Linked DNA regions of Mus musculus: all the other regions are linked to region 1. The links are chromatin contacts, called in public Micro-C and promoter capture Hi-C maps. All regions are on one chromosome and are shown on one strand. Each heading gives the region's core, a stretch centred on a gene start, on an enhancer-like site or on the middle of the called end of the contact. The rest is flanking DNA. Distances are from core to core; before and after follow the strand shown. Region 1 holds the start of Nanos1 (nanos C2HC-type zinc finger 1). Region 2 holds the start of Csf2ra (colony stimulating factor 2 receptor, alpha, low-affinity (granulocyte-macrophage)). Region 3 holds the start of Zfp950 (zinc finger protein 950). Region 4 overlaps Grk5 (G protein-coupled receptor kinase 5).

Region 1 (2,621 bases), core at 35-2,534:
GCTGATATCCTGACAACAAAGGTCGGAATAACTACTTCTAAACAGGTCCATGACCCCCTTGTCCTATTAACCGTTCTTCCTCCCCTACCTTTGGTAGGCTATAAGGTAGCCTGATGTGTTGAAGAACCTTTATTGAAGTAGGTTTGTAAAAAAAAAAAAAAAAAAAAAAATCTAAGCCAAAACATGTGAATGTGACCTACCACCCAAAGAAAACTCACAGCATCAGAGGAGAGGTCTTACCACCTTGCTTCCATTGACACTGTACGGTACAGAGTGGGAAAGCTAGATCAGCCCTCTCCTCTGCAGAGCATTTTCTGACCCTCATCCTAGGTCACATTCCAGAAGAGTCCTCGGTGTCTTTTCCTAGTTTCAAATTATTTTTTGAGGTTGTTGGTGTTTATCACTTTAAGTTGCTTCTTTTCCAGGGAAGAGCAAGACTACTTCTTTCCCTCCTAGTAAGTCCTTTATTTTCCAGGGTTTTACCAAAAAGAGAAAATGTTATCTGTTTCAAAGCATTGAATATGCTGTTTTTCAAGTTCCACAGACCCTAGATTTCCATATAAGCACCCTGAAGAGGAGCTTCACACAAACTGGTCCGTAGTAAGAATTTCTAGCCCAGTTGTAGCCTCCACCTAACCTAAGTAAGTGAACAGCCTACGGCCCCAATTTCTGAACACCTGTTGGACCTGTTTTGATCCTCCACTACTCACTACCATATAAACTATATAAATCGTGAGCTTCCTCCCTGAGCCTCAAAGTTTGTGGGAGGACTTCACCCTGTGGAAAGTGCTCCAGAGCGCTGTGCCAACTGAAGTCACTGGGTCTTTAGCTGGGCTCTGATGGGAGCTAGCGCCTAGCCTTGCCTCCCCCAGCTTTTCTTGCTGATGATGATAAAAAGGAAAGTGGTAGCTTCAAACCATAAACCCGGTCCAGCCAAACCTGCAAGTGGATGCAAGTGCATCCCAGTTGCTTCATTGCGATCTGTGCCATTGGCATCCTCAATACCCCGCAGTGAAAAAAACAAAAACAAAAACCCAAGCTGGGTTACCGGCTGAGGTCTCCACGCTCGTGCAAAAGCAAGCCCCAGCCACCGCCTCATTCAGTCGCTTTCTGCACAGCCATTCCCTCCCAGCAAGCGCCGCCCGCCCCTTCCCCGATCGCCACCAATCAGCGTCCCGACCGGCGCCCGCGGAGTCAGGTCCGCAGCCATTGAGCGCCAGGGCCCGAGGCGGCGCCTCACCCGCCCCCTCGCAGGATGCCAGGCGCCCCGCAGCTGGTGAGGTGGGCGCAGCGCACGGGGCGCAGGAAACGCGCGGGGCTGGAGAAGAGCGCGCGCCCGCCTCCGCTCCGCCTCCGTCCGGGGGCGCGGGCGCAGTGGCCCGGGCGGAGGATCGCAGGGGGCAGGGCCGAGACAGCGAGGAGGGGCACAGGAGAAAGCGGGAGCGATAAAAGGAAGCAAGGCTGCCCTACCCCACGGCAGGCCGGCGGGCAAGCTCCTGCGTCCCTTCCGTCTGGCCCTTGCCGGCGGCGGCGGCGGGGAGGCGCGCGGCCCGCTGCCGGCCCATGGAGGCTTTCCCTTGGGCGCCACGCTCGCCCCGCCGCGCCCGCGCCCCCGCGCCTATGGCGCTCGTGCCCAGCGCCCGCTACGTGAGCGCCTCGGGCCCGGTGCACCCGCAGCCCTTCAGCTCCTGGAACGACTACCTGGGGCTTGCCACGCTCATCACCAGGGCTAGCGACCGCGGCTCCCCGCATGAGGGGCCCGGGCCCACGGCGGCGGGGCCCACGATGGGGCCGCCCGAGGACGATGAAGACGATGACGGCGAAGAGCCGGAGGCCGGGGGCCGCTACCTGGGCGGTGCGTTGGAACTGCGCGCACTAGAGCTGTGTGCCGGCCCCGCTGAGCCCGGGTTGCTGGAGGAGCGCTTCGCTGAGCTGAACCCGTTTGCAGGGCGCGCCGCCGCGGTTCTGCTGGGCTGCGCGCCCACCGCCTCCACCACCGCCGCCGCCGCATCCACGGCCGAAGTGACGCCGCGCGAAGAGCCAAGCCCTGCGTGGGCTGCCGAGCCTCGTCTGCACGCGGCTTCCGGGGCGACCGCCGCACGTCTGCTGAAACCGGAGCTTCAGGTGTGTGTGTTTTGCCGGAACAACAAGGAGGCGGTGGCGCTCTACACCACACACATCCTCAAGGGCCCGGACGGCCGGGTGCTGTGCCCGGTCTTGCGCCGCTACACGTGCCCCCTGTGCGGCGCCAGCGGCGACAACGCACATACCATCAAGTATTGCCCGCTCTCCAAAGTGCCACCGCCCACCGTCCGCCCGCCGCCGCGCAGCAACAGGGACAGCCTGCCCAGCAAGAAGCTGCGCTAGGAGCGGGCTGCATCAAGCTGTGTACACCTGAAACCTGCGCTCCTCTCCCTTGCCTCAATTTGGGAAGTCGTCTTGATTTTACGGAAGCCGCAGGAGCGCAGCACTTTCTTGTGGAGTGGTCGGTCTCTGACGTTGAAATCTTGAATTTTGTCCCTAGTTTCTAAAACGCGCATCCAGAACGGTGAGGGCTGAGCGGGTGTACCACCGGTTGAGTTGCGGTGAATGAGGCGCTGTTTACTGTATACGTCGGCCTA
Region 2 (2,621 bases), core at 32-2,531, 470 kb after region 1:
GGTCGAAGGTCAGGTTGAGGGCGGAGCCGGCGTCCGGTGTGGTCGGAGCTGGAAGGGGGAGGAGGGTGAGGTGGCTCTGTTGGACGCGGCCCCGCCCACCGTGACTTCCGACCCCGCCCACCTAGCGTCACTAACCCAGAAGGGCCTGAGTTCCCGGAAGCAGTAGCGTGGAGAAGAGCAGGGCGAGCTGAGCCAGGGGGGTGATGTTCATGGCATGTGATGACGTCATCTGTCAGTCAGATGAGTGGGCAGAGCCGAGGTGTTATCCTGTCTGGCGCACTAGGGTGGGCGGGGCATTCTCTGGCCCCGTCCCACCCACTCACTACAGCATGATTTGTGGTGGGTACAGAGGCTGGGCTCTGCCATCTGAGCCATGCCCCTGTCTCAGCTCCTCTCTTGGTGACGTTATCCTATTGATTCCCCGTGAATCTTTGCTTATATGTGGACCCGCTTTGTCCGCGCGGTGGGGAGGCGGTCGAGGGGATCGGGGGTCGCCCTGCCTGCCTGTGGCCTGACTGTGTGTAGGTCAGACCCTTTCCCCCTCACGCTCCACCGCCGCCTGGACCCGCCTTTCCCCAACCCCGCCGTGCTCCAAGCTCAGCTGCAGCCACTTCCTTTTCTCCAGTCCCCACTTCCTGTCGGGCCAAGGACGCTCGCTCGCGGGGAGTGGGGAGGGCGGGGGCGGCGTCCGCGGGGTCTCCGCAGTCGGGCTTAGGGGCGATCCGCAACTCCCCGCTTCCCCCACCCCCCACCCCCGCCCCGGGCTTTGGAGGAAACGCACTTGAAGCCATCCCCCTGCCTCAACTCCACCATCTCCAGACCCCTGACTCCTGGAGGTGAACCACATCTCCTGACCCCAGTACTACACAGAGGTCAGAGGTTGCGGGGGATTGGCAGGCGGAGGCCACGCCCCCCAACTCCGGCTTCTAAGCCCCCCTTGGCCTCTGTTACCTCTGACCCCACCCCAAACCATCCCCAGGGCTCAGACCCACGGGTGGTGGGGACCTTGTACCCGAGACCCAGGGCACACACAGTAGGTCTGCATGTCCCACTGCCCCCCCCTTCCGGTCTCTCCGTCCCCTAGCCCCATCGTTTTCTAAACCCCAGGGTGTGCTGGGCACACAGTAGGGCCAGGTGGGAGGGGCTTCTGGGTGACGTCATGTCAGGCAGGGTGAGGTGGAAAGGGGTGGAGGGGCTCTGACCTGAGACAGGGGGCTTCCTGCGATGGATGGTGAGGCCTGGGCGCAGCGTCTGTGTCCGTCCGTCTGTCCGTCTGTCTCCCGCTTCCTCTTCCTCATCTGCAGGTTGGGAAACCTAGAGGGGAAGGAACAAGGCAGGCAGGGGTGGGTGGCTGGGTGGGGCCCGGTGACGTCACCGGGGGCGGGGTCCGAGTGTCCCGTGCAGGCAGCATGATGTCAAATGCGCACAGTAAGTATACGCGCCAGGCGGTTGGCCCGCTGTGTGACGCCATGCAACCTCGTGCAGTGGGGCAGCACACCGGGACGTGAGCCTACTGTGTGGCTGTTCGGGCGCGTCACACTGCCACGCACACAGCCTGGCTACACACGGTGTGACGTCAGTCACTGCATCTGACCCCTTGTGGACACAGTGTGACCACTCAGCACAGTGTGACATCACCGACAGTCTTACCCTGATGCACACAGTGTGACCACACATGTGAGCACGCGCTTACACAGTGGGAAGACTCTGACATGCAAAGTCTTGATCCTGTTGATCATATTGATAAGGGTTAGGTTCAACAGGTGATCCTTAGGTTCACATCTCCTTGCGTCATCGTTAATTTCCAAATTGGGGAAAACCAAATCTGGATGAAACGGACAATTTTCTACACAGCACAGGCACCACAGTTAAAATCACGGAAGCCACCTAACGGTCCCAGGACCCAGAACCCAGAGACAGCTGTGAAGTCTCCCACCCAAGACAGCCCAGGGTCAGGCGGGCCTGGTGGATGCTTCCACCCAGCTCATTCTGTGAAGCCACACACACACACACACTGCGCGGAGATGGACGTTTCTGTAAAATCAGGAACTCGTCACAATTTCTGTCCACAGAGGACTCATGAGAGATTTTCTGTCGTGTTTAATGTTCCAAACAGATTTTAAAAACTGGTAGAGTGTGTATTAATGTCTGCTTCCGAAGATGTCATGTACATTTAAGAGGCATTTAAACTATTATGAATTATTTTAATGACTTTAAAAATATCAATACTGAGTTGTATGTTTTAAGATAAATTTTATTAGTTTTAAAAACCTACATGGTATTGTGGGGAATTGCAGGCTGGTCTCCAGTCGATCTGAGGTCTGAACCCCGATAGTCATAATTCACCCTCATGACACGGTAGGCATTCCCTCATGCTCCTTACCACCTCCCACAGCCCCAAGAGAAGCATGGTCAATCTGACCTTCAGGCTAAACTCCTCCCCAGTTACCTAGCAACAGGGAAGACCATAAAAAGGGGTGCTTAGCCCCCACCTCGCTCTCTTACTCCTTTGTCCTCTCACCTCTCACTTCTCTCACTTCTCTCCTCTTCCCTTTCTCTTTGTCTTCTTCTTTCCTCTCCTCTCTCCTTCTTTCTCTTTCTCTCTAGCCTTTCCTCCCTCC
Region 3 (2,621 bases), core at 76-2,575, 380 kb after region 1:
ATGGTAGACTTCTATGAAATCAGCAGCAACTATCATACAATGGGACAAACTCAGAAGGTGTCTAATAAACAGCGGTCCAAAGCAGGACACAGGGTATCTCAAGAACATTACTGACAGTGGATTTAGGACTGATAGCCACAGTCCCATGTGGTAGGAAGAGTTGGTTCAGGATGTGAAGCAACCCCTCCCAGAGCCCCAGACCACTAACAGTTCTCACAAGCATATCCCTTGCTTTAGAGGAGCTCTATTTTATTCTCAATTCATCAGGTCCTTAGGAAAAACTCTCCAGGTCCAGGCCTCAGTCTGCTACTGGCTCTGAAAAGCATGTTCCTGGGTTTCCTTCTCCATATCTGAGGGCCTCATGGAAAGCCTTGCTTGATTAAGCTAGCCCTTGACACAACAATGTTTTTTGTTTTCAAATGGTTGTCACCTGGTGTAGTCTTGCCTGTGTGGCAGAACTATGGTTTTCTCAAGAAGAAAACTGGGTCTTTATGGCACACCAGGCTTTAATGTTGGTTGTGACCATGTAATGCCTCCTTGAGCAGTTTGCTAAAGGCCTGCTCTTTTATATGAGGATGGGCTTAGTGGCTAGTTGTAAATAAGAGGTGTCTTCTTTGCTATGGTCTAGAGCCAAATTTCTGGATAATCTTCGTGAATAAACATGTGTATCCTAGTATCCTAATCTCTAACAGGTCTGGTTAGCACACTACTTATCTGTGGAGTGTTTATAGCAGTTCTCCCTGAAGTAAATTCTACTATCTCCTAAGCATTGGTAGATCCTTTACATCATCAATTCTACTCTTCTACATCTCAGCTTAATATTGGATTGCTACCCAATGCATGAGATGCCTTTTACAACCTCCACAAACTTAAGTCCAAATGGATCTTACATCTAAATATTAAATGTAGAAGACAAAAGGGAAACTAGGGCTCTCCGAGTTTGGCATCCTGCCAAGGATGTTTCTACACACAAGTCCCAACTCTAAAAGTTTTGCCCAGTCACAGCTCCCATAGTGAAGTTATTCAGTGGCTACCGCCGGATCCAGGGAATGACTATGACCACAAGGGACCTGACAGGTAGCCGCATCTGGCTGACACTTCCCACCTAGCCCCAGGGAAGACCCACCACAACAGCTCCCGAGGCTCAGCAGCCTGCTCTTCCCCATTGTGGGCAGTGACCCTGTGCTCACCATGTCGCGACTTCAGAGCGTCCCTCACAGTACCCAGTAGCAGAGTTCAGAGTACATCACACAGAAACCTTCAAGACTGCTCAGTCTCAGAGCGGAACTTGCTGCTCGACACCCGGATGAATCCTCCTCCTTTTCTGACTGGCAGGTCCATCTGAAGCCTCTGATTGGCCAGTGAGTCTTGTGTGACTTGAGCACCTCCCTTAGGGTAAGAGCGTGCTGACGTACACAACTTAGAAGTTCCCGGTTCAGGCTTCCAGTCCAGGGCAAAAGGTTTTCCAGATGTGCAGAGATGTACATTTCAGTAGCACTTGTGCCTGTCCTCCAATATCCTACCTGTCTGTCTTCCCACCCAGCCCCGCGGGAGGAACCACCACTCCAGTTTCCGCTGCTCAGCCACCTGCTCCTCCCTTTGTGGCAATAGATCCTGCACTCACTACCTTGCCACTTCAGCCCTTGCTTGAACTCCCCTCAGTACTCCGGAGGCACTTCCTTCTTCCTCCTGGAATAGCCTTTACATAGCCCATTACTCAACTTGCAGTAGAGTTTTCAATCTGGTCCTCAAGTGGAAGGATGCCCAGGGTATTAACAATTAAAGAGAGATTTTAGGAAATAAGATAATAAGATGTTTAGGTAAACTGCAGCAGCTATTTTTCACCTGGTAAGTATGAGACAACGCTGGGGGACAAAAGCAAGAAATAGATGACAAACACTATGGAGCACTATTGTTAGCCAGCACATCTTCCTCCTTGGGAAGGTGGAAAAAAACTGACTGATAGTTACCTGACCCTCGGGAAAGTCCCAGGTAGAGTTCAAATACCTGTCATGCTTGCTAGCCAATAGGTTTAAAGGTCAATATGCTTAGCCAATAAGGTTGAGGTATAATCTTGCTGGTGTAACCTGTGCTCCTAAAAAGTATAAAAACTGTAATGGCCATTTGGGGTCGCCTTCTTATTAACTCGTCTCAATGCTCTGGAAAATAAACCTCTTGCTTTTGCATGGGGTGGTTTGGGTGGGAAAGAAGTCCTCTTTGAAGATGAGCTCCACTTGTATAAGGTTGATAATAAAAACAAAATAAAAAAGCTCAACAAGAAGAAGAGAAAAACCCAGCATGTTGTTTTCTGACATTTCCTGTACTTCAATTCTCCTAGAAAGAGTGGGGCCAAAAACTTTCTGAATCACGTTGGGCTGTACTTAAGGACAATAACGCATTCACACACTTTTCTCCCATTTAATTTATCCTAGACATTGTATTCCAGCAAACCTTCAGAGGGCAGTGGGGAAATTCCTTTCACCCCTATCATATTCTACCCTGCCCTGCTGCACATCAGCTCAGTGGCTTACCAATGGCAAAGTTTTAGTGCAGTTTAAAAAAAAAAAAAAGTTCAGGGGTACAGTGTTTCTGAACAAAAAGAACTGCACTAAGTCCATTAT
Region 4 (2,621 bases), core at 42-2,541, 330 kb after region 1:
TTTGTAGAAAAGTCAGCAAAGCATAAAGATGATAGCCCAAGTTGGTTCACAGGCAAGTTCCTGCCCTTGAACTTGGCCTCCTATTCCCTCCACTCTGGATTCTAGACACGGGGGACTGAGGACAAGGACTGCAAGAGAGGTGTTAAAGTCCTTGGAGTTGTTGAACATATTCTCAGTGTTCCATTCACTGTGTAGAACGGTGGTCCCAGCTCAAGTTCTGTATGGCAGCATGTGTGGATGGGCAGGACCTTCAAGTGAAGAGATTAGAGTGACTGGAGTGTGTTGGGGCCAGGTGTGGATACTGGACAGCTAAAGAGGAAGGAGTGATAGGGGCTGTAAGGTTCCCTCAGCCAAGGTGGACACTGTTCCATAGCTGGTCCTTAGGCCCTTCCTTGGGTTTGGTATGGAGTCAGCTACTTCCTGCTCTTGCCTGGCTCTCAGTCTCCTAAGACTCACCACAGGAAGATGCCCTCTGATGCTTTCTGTCCTCAAGTGCCTAGATACACACACTTGTAAGCCAATGTGGCAAAGTACCTTCCTCTGGAGCCATACTACACCCTGAGCAGCAAAGAAGAGAGCAGAGAGCAGAGGCCTGAAAGGGGCCTCTCCTCTCATTCCTGAGTCCCCAAGTAGCCCTGGGAAGGTTCAAGGGAACACATACCAGTAGCTCAGGGTAGAGCTTAGAGAAGACCAAGACTAGAAACTTGAAGTAACTAAGCTTCTACATTCAGAGGACCAGGGATCCCTGGGGGCTTGGCTACTTCAACCACCCCTGCTTGGCCACTTCTGTGTATAGAGCTGTGGTAAGGATGTGGGGCTGGATCTGCCCTCTGATCATATCTAAAAGAGGAAGTGTTCCTCTGCTACTGACATGTGTCAAAGACATGATGAAGAAGGTATGTAACATGTAGACCACAACCCCACAACCTGTTAACCAGTCTCAAAGAAGCACTGTCACAGCGGTGCAGTCGGGATGAGGTAGTGGAGAGATAGACAGCAGGGGTTAGGGATGTGGAGAGATGGCTGCCAGTGGTACTTGTTATGTCATGGTCAGCTGTCTGCGTGATGTAACAAGACTATAAGAGGCATCACATTCTTAGGTCAGGAGTCCCAAAAAGCCTGTCTCAAGAAACATCAATAGGGACATGGACATACTGAGAGAATGGAGCAAACATGATCTCTGCTTCTAACCACTACCACTATCACCACCTCTCCACTTCCCCACAAACCTCCATTTCAACCTCAGGTTTTGTGAGCTGAAGCTCTTGCTGTAACCAGGACCAAAGCTGTCCCTCTCCTGCCCCCTTGTGGCCACCGAGGGAAATGTGTTGGCTGAAAAGTGCCAAATGATTGTACACATGAAAGTACCTCCAGAAACCTCAAGCCTTGCTCTGTCTTCTCTTGGGGTCTTGGATTCTGGTCTGGACTTTGTAAGCCACAGCATCTCAGTCTGGCCACTCTGCTCTTATCCCTTTAGCAGGTGCTGACTCAGGCTACTGCAATACCTGACCTATAAACCATAGAGGCAGCTACACAATCAGCAGGGAAGTTGTTCTCCATTCCATCTTGGCAGCCATGCCCCTTGAGAGAGATGTCCACACACCCAGCTTTCCTGTCCCTTGGATCTAATGCTGAATCTGAGGCTCCTGCTGTGCCCCATCGCTGTAGCTTCTCCACACTCCCTTGAGTCCTTCACCATTTGACTCTCCCAGTCATTCCAGATCATATGTGGTCCCCCACATACAGGGAACTTACTCTGTCTTCTCCCACTGCACCCACACCTTCTCTCTTGATAATGTACGCCTGATACCATCCCTGACACCATATAGGTGGGTGTTCTATTCCACCTGTGTGGTATATTTTAGAAATAGACAAATACTAACTTAATAACCAAGCTTTTCAGATGAAGATATTTTATCCTAAAACCCTGATTTTCTATCACTTCTTTTGGAAAGCAGAAGTGTCGTTTACATACCATTCCTTCCTGGTAGAAGCTGATAAGCAACCCAGCCCTACCTCATCCTTTTTTTTTTCATCTTCTTATCCTTGATGATCCGGCCATCTGCCAGCACAGTAGACTCTAGGGGGCTGCATTAACAGGCTCAGCTACTGCACATTCTTGCTTCTTTGGTGTTTCTTGGAATGGATGGAGCATGGCCCAGTTACTTATGTCTAGAATAGAGAAACTTGGGGCCAGAGAGATGGCTCAGCAGGTAAAGCATTTTTTAATGCAATCCTGGTGATCTGAGTTCAAGTCCTGGAACCTCTGTGACAGGTAGAGGGACAAAGCTGACTCTACAAAGTTGTCCTCTGATCTCCATACAAATGCTGTGGCACATACATCGACACACAATAAGTGAACAATATAAAAAATACAATAAAATAGAAAAGAGAAGCCCAGAGGGTAGGCTCTAACCTGAGCCACCAGCCTGAGAGTATACACAGGGCAACTGAAAGCATGACAAAGATATGATCTGATCCTGTCCTTGCTGATGCTTCAGTTCTTCTAACTGGGGAGACATCCTCCTCCAGACTGAGTTTTAGGGGGTGGCACTGGGGAGGCTAGAGCTACAGTCACAGATGTTCCTTTGTCCTTCTGGCCTATGGGCAGATGGAAAGGC

Evidence for each region. Promoter capture Hi-C pulls out the DNA fragments that hold promoters and counts their contacts. Hi-C and Micro-C count contacts between places; a contact is called where the count stands out from the background. Capture Hi-C pulls out chosen DNA fragments and counts their contacts.
Region 2: a Micro-C map of embryonic stem cells shows a contact between it and region 1, with 8 times the contacts expected there. The contact joins the promoter of Csf2ra here to the promoter of Nanos1 in region 1. A contact is called at or near these places in 2 of 39 promoter capture datasets (embryonic stem cells and stem cell-derived epiblast-like cells), 5 of 484 Hi-C or Micro-C datasets (CD4 T cells, cerebellum and embryonic stem cells), 7 of 115 datasets of contacts at active chromatin or transcription factors (embryonic stem cells, epiblast stem cells, large pre-B cells and 3 more) and 1 of 9 other capture datasets (adipose tissue).
Region 3: a promoter capture Hi-C map of adipose tissue shows a contact between it and region 1. The contact joins the promoter of Zfp950 here to the promoter of Nanos1 in region 1. A contact is called at or near these places in 5 of 39 promoter capture datasets (the C10 cell line, embryonic stem cells, hematopoietic stem and progenitor cells and 2 more), 1 of 484 Hi-C or Micro-C datasets (CD4 T cells), 10 of 115 datasets of contacts at active chromatin or transcription factors (the 230-238 cell line, bone marrow-derived macrophages, embryonic limb bud and 4 more) and 3 of 9 other capture datasets (adipose tissue, liver and macrophages).
Region 4: a promoter capture Hi-C map of hematopoietic stem and progenitor cells shows a contact between it and region 1, with 4 times the contacts expected there. The contact joins the enhancer-like site here to the promoter of Nanos1 in region 1. A contact is called at or near these places in 5 of 39 promoter capture datasets (the C10 cell line, embryonic stem cells, hematopoietic stem and progenitor cells and 2 more), 1 of 15 datasets of contacts at CTCF or cohesin (large pre-B cells), 1 of 484 Hi-C or Micro-C datasets (embryonic stem cells), 6 of 115 datasets of contacts at active chromatin or transcription factors (the 230-238 cell line, the SCID.adh cell line, T-cell acute lymphoblastic leukemia and 3 more) and 3 of 9 other capture datasets (embryonic stem cells, liver and pancreatic islet).

Annotation. Positions count from the first base shown.
Region 1 is chr19:60,754,703-60,757,323 of GRCm38.p6, forward strand. Nanos1 (nanos C2HC-type zinc finger 1) reads left to right here and starts at 1,285. Exons shown (of 1, transcript NM_178421.3): 1 at 1,285-2,621. The coding sequence starts at 1,564. The coding sequence ends at 2,367.
Region 2 is chr19:61,227,137-61,229,757 of GRCm38.p6, forward strand. It overlaps Csf2ra (colony stimulating factor 2 receptor, alpha, low-affinity (granulocyte-macrophage)), which reads right to left and starts at 1,282. Exons shown (of 12, transcript NM_009970.2): 1 at 1,203-1,282; 2 at 136-229; 3 at 1-48. The coding sequence starts at 229.
Region 3 is chr19:61,139,515-61,142,135 of GRCm38.p6, forward strand. It overlaps Zfp950 (zinc finger protein 950), which reads right to left and starts at 1,326. Exons shown (of 3, transcript NM_001001737.2): 1 at 1,191-1,326. The coding sequence starts at 1,193.
Region 4 is chr19:61,083,415-61,086,035 of GRCm38.p6, forward strand. All of the region lies in intron 12 of Grk5 (G protein-coupled receptor kinase 5), which reads left to right. It also overlaps a transcript of Zfp950 not described here. Among named protein-coding and RNA genes, the nearest start is that of Zfp950, 56 kb to the right of the region's middle. Within about 2 kb of position 1,292, at least 120 of the 459 cell types and tissues checked have an H3K27ac peak or open chromatin away from gene starts, as enhancers often do. A contact at or near this core is called in the 230-238 cell line, the SCID.adh cell line, hematopoietic stem and progenitor cells and 2 more, where this site is marked.